2 separate regions of the Gossypium hirsutum genome follow, and region 2 is linked to region 1. The links are chromatin contacts, called in public Hi-C maps. All regions are on one chromosome and are shown on one strand. The core of a region is the stretch at or near the end of the contact, and the rest is flanking DNA. Distances in the headings are between cores, read along the strand shown. Region 1 has its middle 21 kb from the start of LOC107888871. Region 2 holds the start of LOC107888868 (long chain acyl-CoA synthetase 6, peroxisomal).

Region 1 (7,234 bases), core at 1,013-3,512:
CATCAATGAAAGAGATAAAGTAACGATTACCTCCTAAAGATGAAACTGTCATTGGACCACAAAGATCTGATTGAATAAGTTGCAATAATCTTCTTGCTTTCCACGAGGATTGAGAAGGAAAAGCAATTTTCTGTTGCTTTCCAAGTTGACATGCTTCACAAACATCATCAAGCCGATCGATTTTTGGTAAGCCTCTAACCATCATCTTCCTTGAAAGCATCTCCAAATTTCCATAGTTTAAATGTCCATATCTATCATGCCATAACTTTGAAATTCCTTTATGAGCACCAATAAAACAAGACATATTCTGATTTTGAAGGGTAAGAGAGAAAAGATTATTTGATGCCACTCCAACTCTAGCAACAACCTGATTTTTCTTTGATAAATAGCAAGCCATGTCTCGGAAATGAATATCATACCCCTTCTTCAAGAGATGCCCAACGCTAAGCAGATTATTTTTAAGACCAGGAACAAAATAAACTTCAGACATTTTCTCTACCCTTCCTTGCTTTGTTTTGAACTCCAACTCACCAACACCGCTAACTTTGTAAGCTTTTCCATCTCCTACTTTTACTTTTCCACAATCAGATTCAAAGAACTTCGAAAATAAATTTTTGTTACCTGTCATATGCTTGCTAGCACCACTGTCTATGTACCAGACATCATCAATCTCTCCACCATGAGATACGAGCAACAAAGTTTCTTGCTTTTGCTCTTGATTATTTTGTACTATATTAGCTTCATTTTTCTCTTCTTTTTTGTACCAGCATTCACTTGCCAAATGACCAGGTTTGCGACAATTATAACATTCAAAATAGCCACGACCTCTTCCTCTTTGATTTCCACGTCCACGTCCTCTTTGTGATCCTCTAAAATTTTGACTTTGGTTGGCTTCTTTCCATCCATTCTCCATGCTTACATCTTCACCTCTTTCACGAGCATTTGAGCCTCTTCTTCTAAAATTTCTTCCTCTTCCACGACCACGATCTCTCCTTCTTTGATTTTTAAAATCTCCCTTATTCTCATTTAGAGACAACTTTGACTGGAGTGCTTGATCTAGATCTACTTTTTCTTCTTGTTTAATCTTTCTTCATGGGCTTGCAACGAACCTGTGAGTTCATCAATAGTCATGGTACTCAAGTCCTTTCATTCTTCAATGGCAACCACAATGTAGTCAAATCTGGAATCTAAAGAACGGAGAATTTTCTCAACACCACGAATATCATCCATAGTTTCACCATTTCTTTTTAATTGATTGACTATGGACAAAACCCGTGAACAGTAATCAGAAACTGATTCTGACTCTGTTTTTTGCAATCTTTCAAACTCTCCTCGAAGAGTTTGCAACCGAACTCTTTTCACCTTTTCATCTCCTTTGAATGAATTTTGTAAAAATTCCCATGCTTGTTTTGCCGTGGTGGCACAAGCTATTTTTTCCCAAGCCGCTTCATATGATTGAACTCCTTGATATATCCAAAATAAGGCTTGCTGATTTTTCTTTCTTGATTTTCTTAGACTCTCTTTTTGAACTTGTGTTAATCCTTCCTCCTCTTCAGCCTCAACTTCATTATAACCTTTTTCAACAATCTCCCAAACTTCTAGAGATCCAAGAAGAGCCTTCATTTGGATACTCCATTTGCCATAATTTTCTTTGGTTAATTGGGGAACAGAAGAAAGAGGAATAGAATTGTTCATTTCGATCGAACAAGGCTCTGATACCAATTTGTAGTTGAATGATTAATATTTGGAGAAATAAAACAAAGAAAATGATAAAGAATATAATGGAGAAGAGAAATAAATTTTGTATGAAAAAAAATTCTTTCAAATAATCTTTTATTTCAAGCACACGAAGTTAATAATTCTTCATCACATACAACTCTTTATATAGGAGTTGTAAGTGACTATTCATCTATATCACTATATGCTAGGAGTTGTGATTATTCATGCATGTGTGTATCTTTTCATATTCAAGCCTCTTAACTTTTCATCTTCAAGTCTCTTCACTATTCATATTCAAGTTTTTTCACTTTTCATATTCAAATCTCTTCACTCTTCTAACTTTTCATAATTTATTTGTGCAAGGTTAATTTAATTATGTGCCAACAGATAATTCTCCAAGATTGATGCAATTTGGTTCTTGTTTTTTCTGTTCGTGAGTCTGCCTTTATTCATTCGTGAATAATTGGGCAGGAGAGGTGGGGTGTGTGTGTTCCGGTTGGTTTTCAATGGGACTGGGGTCTGCTCAAGGGCGTACGGTGGTGACTGCAATGTGGGGCAAGGTGCCAAGATTGAGCAGCGTTCTAAGCGGTGAATCTTGTCCTTTGTTCCGTGTTGTTCTCCTCAACTGTAGATTTTTGTACTATTTTTTCTTTTTCTTTTTTCGTGACATAAAGAAATCTACGTAACTTTTTGGATTTCTTGTTTTTTTAAGTTCTCATGAAAATTAATGGTCGAAAAGATTAGTTTGACTTTTCTACGAAAGGTGCATGAAAATAGGTTTTTCTGTGTTCTTTATCCTTTGGCTTTTTACGTACAATTCCTTTATGTTTTGCATGTGTTTTCTTTAATATCCTTTTTCAAGAACGTAAAACTTATTAGTTCGGTTTTAAGGTTTTCCTCTGTATTCTTTTATAGATTATGATTTAGGCTTTTCAGTTTAGTTTTTCTGTTAGTTTTTTATTGCTTTCACGTTGTAGGGTTTCTTTTTTCATATTCATCATCGGGACGATTATCTCTATTGGCTTTGTTGCGATTTTTCTTTTTCACTATCTTGTACAATGCTTTCTTGAAAAAATCGTGTCTCTGTGTTTTTAGGCATTGTCCTTGTTTCTATCTGAATCTTTGCGATTGTTATTCTAGTTTTATCTCTAACTGTTTTGTGTTTTGTATGATTTTGGATTAGTCTGCTAATATGAGACATTGTTTTCTTAGAATTTCGTTGCTTTTTCATTTGTTAGGTTATCTTGGTTTGGGCTTTTGTTGCTTTCCATGTTTCTTTGGAGCAGGTTAGAACGGCTATAGGGTTGTTGGTGTTGATCGTCTTGAAGTTTGTATCGAGGGTGCGGTTAGTTGTGGATCGGTGCATTGGCCCTCCTTCGCTCGATCAATAGTTGAAGAACTAAATGAGCTTCTTGAGAAGCTGACCTTCTCTGAAGAGGAATCAAAGAGAGTGTTTAGCTCCACTCGACTCTCATCAAATTCTAAGGGTTATGAGGCTTGGGCGATCGGCAAAGTAATGTCGAATGAAAAACTTAATAAAGAGGCAATGTTTAGGGTTTTACGATCTCTGCGGTTCACAAAAGAAGAGGTGAACTTCGTGGAATTAAGAGAAAAAGTCATCTTGGTCAAATTTGGGGCGGTTGAAGATAGAACAAGAATCTTGAACCTTGCTCCATGGCTTTTCGATCAAAGTCTTTTTTCCCTAGCTTCGTATGTAAAGGATCAGGAGATAGAAAAATATACCTTCAACCTATCACCCTTCTGGGTGAGAATATATAACCTTTCGACCAAATGGACAGGCAAACGGCGTTAGAAGTAGGAGAAGCAATTGGCGAGGTGATGGCAATTGATTGAAGGGATAAGGATGGTGGCTGGATTGAATATATTAGAGATAAGGTTAAAATAGATGTCCTCAAGCCCATAAGAAGAGTGGTCTACCTTGTGGGAAAAAATGATACTGAAATTGTTTGTGCCTTAAAATACGAATGACTCCCGACCTTTTGCTACAAATGTGGGATCATTGGCCATAAAACACAAAAGTGCAACGAAGAAGGGAGTTAAAAGAAGTTAGACAAGATAGGATTTCAGTATGGTGATTGGCTAAGAGCGCAAACCAGGAGTACAACCCAAGGAAAAGGAAACTGGGGGAATGGCGTTGAGTTTTTAGAGGGAAGGCTAGGGAGTAACAGTGAGAATCAAGCAAACAAAAGGGAAAAAAATAGAAAAAGAAAACGAAACCATGAGAGGTTTCAAAAAAGAAAAAATAAAAACTAGAGAGGAGGAATCAGGGTTGAGATCTCATGTGGTAAAACAGCCAGCTCGTGGATGCGTGATGGAGGGGGGAAAACCGAAACAAAAGGAAAAAAGCAAGAAGTGGCAATGGGGAGAACCGCGATGACAGTTCAATTCGACTAGTGTGCAGAAAACTATTGGAGAGCATCTCACCTTGTAAGGCGGTGGCTGGAGACCAGCCTCGCCAAGAACAATGAATCGCCTATGCTGAAACTGTCATGGGATTAGGAACCCTACAACAGTTTGGGAATTGAAGTAACTTCTTGTTGCGAATGACCCTGATGTTATTTTTCTTTGTGAAACTAAAGTGCAAACTAACAAGTTTTCTCGTATTTGAAATCTTTGCAGGATGGAAGGCTGTATGTTGTTAATGCTATAGGAAGGAGTGGTGGTCTTGCAACGATGTGGAAGGAGAGGTTGAAATCAAAAACTACTCCAGCAACCATATCGATTCTCTGATTCATATAGAAAGCCATAACCCCATCCAATTCACTGGCTTCTACGGAAACGCCGATCCAAAAATAAAAAAAGCTCGTGGGAAATGCTTAAGAGGGTGGGGAGCTCAGTTAAGGAAACTTGGATTATCGGTGGTAATTTTAATGCCATCTTTAATGATTCAGAAAAGGAAGGAGGTCGAAGGAAACCGAAAGCTTTGATGGATGACTTCCGCGAGGTTGTTGAAGAGCTCTCCTTGGTCGATTTGAAAACGACAAAGGGTGGTTTACTTGGGTCAACAACCGAGATAGAGTCGCAATGGTTAAAGAAAGGCTCGATCGCTTCATGATCTCGGCAAGCGATGTGACTAACGTCCCCTTCATTGAGACTAAGGTGATTCGCCAATCTAATTCCGACCATGACGCTATTGTTTTAGACACCATGGGACGTAAGTTGAGAGAGGGTTCAAGGGATCTTAGACTTAGATTTAGATATGATGTATGCTGGGAAAAAGAAGAAGATGCGAAAAAAATCATTAAAAATGCTTAGAATGATGGTACTGCGGATATTATGGGAAAGTTTAAGAAGGTGGGTGATGCCCTTGGTCTTAGGCAATATAAACGGTACAAAAATATGAGCAACCAAATTGGTGCTTTGAAATAAAAAAATTAATAGCATCATTGATGGCCCTGGGAGATTGTGCAAGGGGAACATACTTAAAGCTATGAGGTTGAAGCTCGGGCAGCTGCTGGATAAAGAAGAGAAACACTAGGCACAAAGATCGAGGGTTAGCTAGCTAAAAAAGGGAGATAGAAATACCTGATTTTTCCATGTGAGGGCTACTAGTAAAAGGAAGAAAAATAACATTGATAGGCTGAAAGATATTAATGGTTGTTGGAAGGATAATACCAATGATATTTGTGCGGCTGCCAGGAAGTATTTCCAAAGCCTATTTGTCTCTACTTTATCTACAAATGAAGTGTTTAATCTTGACTATATTGGAAAGTGTATTTCAGGAGAGATGAAAGAAAGACTGACGAAGGAGTTCACGATCAATGAAATTAAGGAAGCATTCCATCAAATGGACCCTCGGAAAGCACCTGAAATTGACGAACTTTCGGAAAGTTTTTTCAAAGAAAATTGAGAGGTGGTGGGAGCGGATATTATAAAGTTGTGCCATGAGGTTTTAAGTGGAAATAGAACTATGGATAGTCTCAATGAGACGATTATTGTTCTTATTCCAAAAATTAAAGAGCCTATCGACATTACTAATTTTCGGCCCATAAGTCTTTGCAGGTTATTTACAAAATCATTGCAAAAGTTCTAGCAAATCGTTTGAAATATATTCTTTCTAATTGCATAAGCCAAAACTAAATTGCCTTTGTTTCCGGAGAAATGATCCATGATAACACCTTGATCGCCCATGAGTTGGTTCATTATCTTCGAAGTGAAAAGAACGGGCCCAATAAAGGCTTTGTGATTAAGCTAAAAATGAACAAAGCGTACGATCGGGTTGAGTGAAATTTTATTGAAGAGATCATGAAAAGAATGGGCTACACGGATGTTTGGGTGGATCAAATTATGAGATATGTTTGTTCGGTCCGTTACGTTATCAAGTGCAACTCAATCCTTTAAGAGACTATTGTGCTGGAAATGGGTCTTAAACAGGGGATCCTCTCTCTCCCTCCCATTTTCTTTTTTGCATGGAATCTTTATTTAAATTGTTAATTCAAGCCCAAAACAACAATATGATAAAGGGAATTTGGGCTAGCATTAATGGTCCTAGAATTAATCACCTATTTTTTGCCGATGATGCACTTCTTTTTACCCGAAATAGAAAAAGGATGTGGAGGAAATTGTTAAAATTATAACAAATTTTACCAGAGTGTCGGGCCAAGAGATTAACAAAGATAAACCCATGATTATGTTTAGCTCGAAAACACCTTTACCTCAAAGGCAATTTTTTTGCTCTATGCTCGGGATGCGTATGGCTGACAATCTTTATAGCTATCTAGGGTTACCTTTACCTATTAGTAAAAAAAAGTCAATTGCTTTTACTAATATTACTAATCGTTGTGCTTGCAGGATAAATAGTTGGTCGAAACGACTTCTTTCTTATGGAGGGAAAGAGATTTTCATTAATGTTATTATTCAGTCTATTTCGACATGCGTTTTCTTTTTTTCTTGCTCCTAAAGGTATCATTGATGATCTACAATCGAAAATGAGTCGTATGTGGTGGACGAGCAATGAGAAGACTCGTGGTTGGGCTATGATGGCATGGGATAGTTTGTGTCACCCAAAAGGGATGGGTGGTACTGGCTTTCGGGATATGCAATTGTTCAATTTGGCTCTCCTCGACAGACAAGTGTGGAGACTTATGCATTTCAAGGGCACTTTATGTTTCAGGGTGCTTAATGCTAAATACTTCCCTGAGGGGGACGTTCTTCGGCCTAAATATGGTGACAAACCGTATTATACTTGGTCCAATATAGCAAGGGCGGCCGAAGCTCTTAAGGAAGGTTTTTTGTGGCTTATTGGGGACGGCAACACGATTGATATTCGAAGGGATCAATTGGGTTTTGAGGTCCTTAATAGGGACTCTGTTTATCGGTCATTGTTGACTAATGATGAAAGAAAAGTTAGTGACTTGTGGGACCATAACCGCAGGTGTTGGAAAAGGGAAAGGATGATTGAATTGTATGGTAACACAATGGGGGATCAAATATGCACTTTACCTATTATTCATAATGGCGATAAAGACAGCAGAACGTGGAATCAAAACCCCCA
Region 2 (6,735 bases), core at 364-2,863, 250 kb after region 1:
GAGTATGTGAGCCACGCATAAAACTCCTTCATCTCACAAGTCTTCATAAATAACATTCGATGCACCTTCGCTTTAATTGTCTATGTACGTCTCCAAAATTCGATCTTCAGGCTGAGAATATAAACAAAAAAAATTAATAATCAGCATAATAATTAACTATTTAAAATTAAATAATTTAATAATATTTTCTTACCATCTGTCATTGAACGTTAGAGATATGCTTGTCATCTAAACGAATATGTTGATTTGTCATTTAAAAATTATAAGGAATAAAATAAGATCGAAGAGAATAAAATTCAGAAAAAGAATTAAAGAAATAATCGAGGATTGATGATTGAGAATTGAAAATTAAAAATTGAGGAATGAGTATTGAGTATTGAGTTAAAAAGAATGAAGTTTAGAAGAATTTATATAGAAAAAATTATGATTGTTGGATTCATTTTAGTCATTGGAAAAGTCATATCTATATTTACTCATAATTCAATTTTTTTTTTCACAATAAAATTCATTTCTATTATTGCGAACTCAACTGCAATTCAATCAAGTATATTAAAAACGTTGATTTATTACTTATTTGGTATCAAGATCACACACATATATATATATACATAATCAATTAAAAATTAAATGAGTGTAAATGAAGCAATGGTATTAATTGTATATAACATTGTATAAAGCTAATTAGTTTCAGAGTAAAATTTTTAATTCCTCTTATAACAGCAAACGCAAAGATTAAGGACGAAATTAAACCTTTATCAGGCCAACCTAACTCGAACGAAAATTAAACATGGACATTAAAAAGGAAGCCAAGCTCACAAGCTTTCAACTTATCAACATTTGGACGTGAAGACAAGAAGCATTTATTGTGTTGACACCAAACATGCAATAAATAACTGACAACTGGGACATTTGACATGATTTTTATAAAATTATGTAAAATACTATTTAAAAAGTATCCAAAGTTTTAGTTAAAATTGTAAAATTGAAGGTTTAAAATTTATGTATTTTTATGGTCAAATCTTACCATATATATTAGTTTTTTTTATAAAAATATATAAAATACTTTCATAATAATGTATTTTATTTTGTGAAAAGTAAGATTACTTTTAGTTGTATTTTAATTAAATTGATATTCGGTTGATTCATGATTTTAATTTAATTAAGAGTTTAAATAATAATATAAATACAATAAATATATATTTAAATTTGTATAAATATATTTTTTATATTAAAGGAATAATATTTGATATATGATTATTACATAAATCTAAGGTGGAACAAAATCCTAAAACATAAATTAAATGTTAATTATAACCATTATTTTATTATTTTTAGAGTTTAAAGATCTTATGATTTTGTGAGAGAAAAAATATAATATTATAAATAGTATCTAATTATATTTAAATAAAGTTGGTAGAATTTATATATAAGTTTGCTATATTTTTTTATATTTAATAATAAAATATTACTTTTTTTTTGATAATGTATGAGATTTATGTATCTAAAATAAAAATCATGAATGCAATTATAATATGAATGAAGATAATAATAATCACTATATGATAGCAGCACAACTATAATGTGAGTGAAAAGAAATAACATCTTTGTAAACAAAACTAAATGTCTTTTTGGTTGAAGATTATTAGGATGCATTGGGTAGCGAGTGGGCATGGACTCTTGAGTAGTACCAAGGGAGAAGAATTCTGTTGCCGATTGATTGGGGCTTTGTGTGTTTGATCGGGTGCCACAATGTATTCTTGACTTGTTGCTAGCTGATACTATGGGTGTCGCATTTTCACTACTAGATGACATAATCTGAGTTAGAAGTTGGTTAGTGAGATGATGAAAATTAGACACAATATAAAGACAAAAGTGTCCCTTTCCATTCTTTATTCATTTGAGCCATATTTTCTTTCATCCCGTTTCAGATGGAAAAGTAGAAAACGCAAAAGGATAGCTCTTATCTAAAAACCGTAACGAACTCTTATAATGTCATCATTAAAATCCAAACGCGCCATACCAGAAAACGGGAAAGGATTCACCTCAATGGATTCCACCACAGCTCAACGTCGACTTAACTCCATTCATGCCCACCTTGTCTCAGTCGTTGACTCCGCCTTTTCTCATTCCCACCTCCGCTCTTCCCCAACCGCTGCTGAGTTCCTCTCTGGTACGTTTCAGATGAAAATTGCTTTCTCTGCTTTGGGAGGTTGCTTTAGGCTTAATATTCCCTTCCATTAAAAAAGTAACATCTTTTTATCGGTACTATAAATTTATATCCTGGGTCTGGGATGGTCTTGATTGATTGTTCTTTTTTCATTGGTCTATCTTATTATGATGTAGAAACTGGAAAAGATTCTTCTTAAAATAAAATCTGGCAATTATGCATAAGAAGCATGAACTTGACAGTTCATTAAGACCTTTCGATTGTAGGATTTTGAGGACTGTCTTTCAGATAAATCTGGCAATTATGCATAAGAAGCATGAACTTGACAGTTCATTAAGACCTTTCGATTGTAGGATTTTGAGGACTGTCTTTCAGATAGAGACCAATAAGTATTTTGGTTGGATTTAATTTGTATCATAAGTATTTCGATCATTCTTGTAGATCGGTCACTGGGGAAATAATAATTGGTTTGAAGGGTTACTGGTGTCTTTATTGAACTAATTCTAGAGGGTAAAACTATGGTTTGAGTTTGAATTTGAAGTAATGGTTGCATGTTTATGTGAAAAAGAGCTTGTTTGTAGGAAGTGACCATGTATTTTGAGGCAGAGGAAGAGATGTTAGCGGCTGATAGCCAATTCATCTGATTTATCATTCAGAAGCTGCCATCTATTGCTAATTTTTTCTGTGATTAACTAACATATATTGATATTGATATTGAAATTGAAATTGAAATTGAAATTGATCTTTGAGCAGAACAGAATTACAGTGTTGTGCTGCCAGAGAAATTGCAGACAGGAAAATGGAATGTATACAGGTAACACTCTGCTACTATCCTTTATTCTTCTTTTTGGTCTCTGCCTTAACCCATCTTTGTTCGGCTGTTGTCTTATTTTTCAACTTTATGCCTTATGGCAGATCTGCTCGCTCTCCGTTGAAGCTAGTATCGCGATTTCCCAATCATCCTGATATTGGTACATTGCACGACAATTTTTTGTAAGCATCTTCTTTTAGATAGTGTGTGGCTATTGTCCAATGCATCAATGCTTTATCATCTATTTCATTTTGAAGTACATCCGATGGTTTCTTCACTTACTGATTATTATTATTTATTTAGACTCGCCGTTGATTTCTTTGGAGATAACAATTATCTCGGTACAAGAATTCGAGTCGATGGAACGGTTGGAGAGTATGTTTCCTTTTGACAAAATGAAGGTCACATTTTGTTGTCAAAGTTCTCATTTGCTTTCATTTTTATGTTCTATTCATCAAGGTATAAGTGGATGACATACCGAGAAGCTGCTACAGCTCGAACAGCCATTGGTTGCGGCCTAATACATCATGGAATACTAAAGGTAGAGTGGTTTTTCAGTAGTAATTATATGTTTATATTACCAGTTGAACATATGTGCATCACTCTGTCATTCAAACTCATTCATCTTTTATTGAAGTATCTCTCTCTGACCTTTGACACACATGGAAAAACATAAAAAAATCTGAACATATCTGTATCCGACACTAACACCTCAAGTTTTGCTTTTATAATGACAGGGCTCTTGTATTGGATTATATTTCATCAATAGACCAGAATGGATCATTGTTGATCATGCTTGCTCTGCGTATTCCCTTATATCAGTTCCTTTATATGACACTCTAGGTTTGCCACTGCCCCAAATGCTTTCCTTTTCGATTCAATATTTGTCCAACTTGGCCTATTGCTAAGATGCTATGTCGAAAATCATGTTTCTCTGCAGGTCCAGGTGCTGTCAAGTACATCATAAATCATGCGGAACTAAAAGCCGTATTTTGCGTGCCTCAGACTTTGAATCCTGTAAGTTCAACCCTTCAATGGTGCATGCATGATTTGAAATGTTGGTATTTGGGATAAAAATAAACTTATAAGAAATTAAAGAAGGTTTCAAGGCGTGTATTAAAGCCCCTTTAAGGTTCTATTCATCCCCACTATATTATTTTGGTCTGTAGGAGAATAAAATTTTTTTTTGATGTGTCAAACAAATAAAATTTGACTCCTATTTATAGGAGTCCTCATGTCTTTTCGCAGAAATACAACTATCTAAATGGATAATCACATCTTTTAATAATAAACATAATAATTCAATATATATCTCATTTAATAATCATGATTCATTGTTAAAATCAAGTAATATAATTTTTGAATTCAAGAGACATTACCCATCATTATGAAATAAGATAACTTTTGGTTAATAATCAAACGATATAACTTTTTGTTACTTATAACTTTTCATTTGCAACAATCAGAACATTATATATATTTTGAAAATGTTCCAACAATCTCCTTCTACTCTCAAAATATTCTAGATTTTAATAATCTTGAAAATCAATTGCATAAATGAAAGCGTCTTACGATAGAACCTCCACTTAGTGAAAACATGTTAAAGTTAATCGAAATTGCATGGTAGGTAAGCTTGAACCAGCTATTCCAATTGATTAACTGAATACATATCACACAACGATTTCAAAACCAATCAATACACAATATCTAGGGACACTATTTTGGCCATGTGTCTGTAACCTTTTTTCATGAATGCTGTTAGATTCAAGCTCTTGAGGTCCTAAAAGCAGTCACACTTTCACCCATATAGGTAGATCTTATCAAGAGTGTTCTTATAATTATAACACTTTAACATATTTATGTTATGGATTTATTAAGAGTATAATACTCATCATTTCCCTATTATTATGGGTATCTAGTACTTTTCACTCTTGGATGATATTATAATTCTTTTATAGTGCTAGCAGTCACATATTGATGATGTACTTTGTTTCATTGGACTCAAGACTTGACGTTATATCAAGCATTGAGTCGAGTTTTCTTTATGGGTGACACAAATATTATGGGTTTGTATCTCATCCTTAAATTTTCAACTTTCCAACTTAGCTATATTAATAATTTATACCATATGGTGAAATTTTATATTTATTTGTGTCTTGAAAGTTTTCAAGACCAACATCTTCACCATGTTCAATTATCCATTTTTTTGTAAAAGAATGCTATTAAGGATATCATTTCTACTATTATCAAATTACAATGATCATGTTATCTTTTCTTATCATGATGGTTTCATATTTGGCTATCTTTTTTAGTTATTGATATCCAAAAAATTAAATTCACAATTGCCAAATATATGAAATCATACATCATGTCTTTTTCACTAAGTAAGTTGTTGTAAAGAAGCCTCAAATCTCTAGATGAAATTAACAACTTCTTTTTTTTTTTTTTTAAATTCATAGTCAAATATCATTATTTTTCTCAACACACCATATATATACACACAAGGGTGTAACATATATAGTCATTAAATGAATATCAATTGTCCAATCAAGTGACTATAAAATCACACATTTATTAACCCTTCACTCCTAAATGAGTCAAGTAGCATTCATATTGTTATTTTCATACTCAGAGATCTTTGATTCATAGCTTTCAAATTAAATTTCAAATTTTACTACATCTCAAAATTTTATAGAATCATGAGTTTATACACCATCATAAATATGCACAACATTTAAAAAATGTGCAATCATATATAAAATCATTTAGGTTATGATTATTTTAAATCAACCAAGACGATTCATATTATATGATCATTTATATGATAAATTTTGATTTAGTGTATCATTTATCAATTAATGCACTTAAATAATGTCTCATGAGTAACATCCAAATGCTAGTTACTAATATCTTGACTTGAATAAACAATTACTATCATATATCAAGTTAAATATATATGAACGAGAAAGAATACTTTTGCACTAAAAAGTTTCGCTCACAAATTGGATGGAATGAATTAAATTAATTCAACTCTAACCAAACATCTATATATGTTTTTGGCATAAGGCGCCAAACAAAACATCATTTCCTTCCATTTGCTCAAAAGTTTCATTAACTTCCTTTCTTTCTTCTTCCTTGCATGATATATAATATATATTATCTAATTATGTATGTAAAATATCATGTATATAATAAATTAACATTTGACTTTTTGAAAAATTAATCCATGAGACACTTATAATTTTTGCATAATATAATTAATCTCAATAAAACATAGTTATAAATTTCAATTCATGCAACAATACTAAACCAAAAATTTGATGCACCTCTTGTTGCTAGAAAGATTTCTTCTAAAAAGTTGTCTCATTACTAATAGTCATTCTTGTAGTATCATGATTGTAGTGGCATGTGAATGCACGATGAACAAAAACATTTTTTAATTTATCATAAATTGCAAAAATAAAATCTTAAAATTGTTGGAGTGTGGGGATAAAATTAAATTTATGAGAAATTAATGAAGGATTCAAGGCGTGTGTGTATCAATGTCATTTTCTTTAAGGTTCTATTTACCTTCACGCGAAGTATAGCAATGATATCAGTTTCTATAAAGAACTTCTTTAATGGTTCTTTATAGAACAATTTAGAATTATTAGAAGATGGATGAGAGTAGAAAGAAACTTTTGATGTGTCAAACAAATGAAATTTGACTCTTATTTATAGGTGTTCTCATGAACACAACTATCTAAATGTTTAGTTG

What was found. Hi-C and Micro-C count contacts between places; a contact is called where the count stands out from the background.
Region 2: a Hi-C map of leaf shows a contact between it and region 1, with 1.6 times the contacts expected there. The contact joins the promoter of LOC107888868 here to the enhancer-like site in region 1. A contact is called at or near these places in 8 of 34 Hi-C or Micro-C datasets (hypocotyl, leaf and petal).

The regions. Positions count from the first base shown.
Region 1 is chrA09:51,464,664-51,471,897 of Gossypium_hirsutum_v2.1, forward strand. No RefSeq gene overlaps it. Among protein-coding and RNA genes, the nearest start is that of LOC107888871, 21 kb to the right of the region's middle. Within about 2 kb of position 2,263, at least 1 of the 9 cell types and tissues checked has an H3K27ac peak or open chromatin away from gene starts, as enhancers often do. A contact at or near this core is called in leaf, where this site is marked.
Region 2 is chrA09:51,717,683-51,724,417 of Gossypium_hirsutum_v2.1, forward strand. LOC107888868 (long chain acyl-CoA synthetase 6, peroxisomal) reads left to right here and starts at 1,614. Exons shown (of 24, transcript XM_041076089.1): 1 at 1,614-1,830; 2 at 1,929-2,170; 3 at 2,921-2,981; 4 at 3,083-3,160; 5 at 3,282-3,353; 6 at 3,438-3,519; 7 at 3,716-3,821; 8 at 3,919-3,995. The coding sequence starts at 1,990.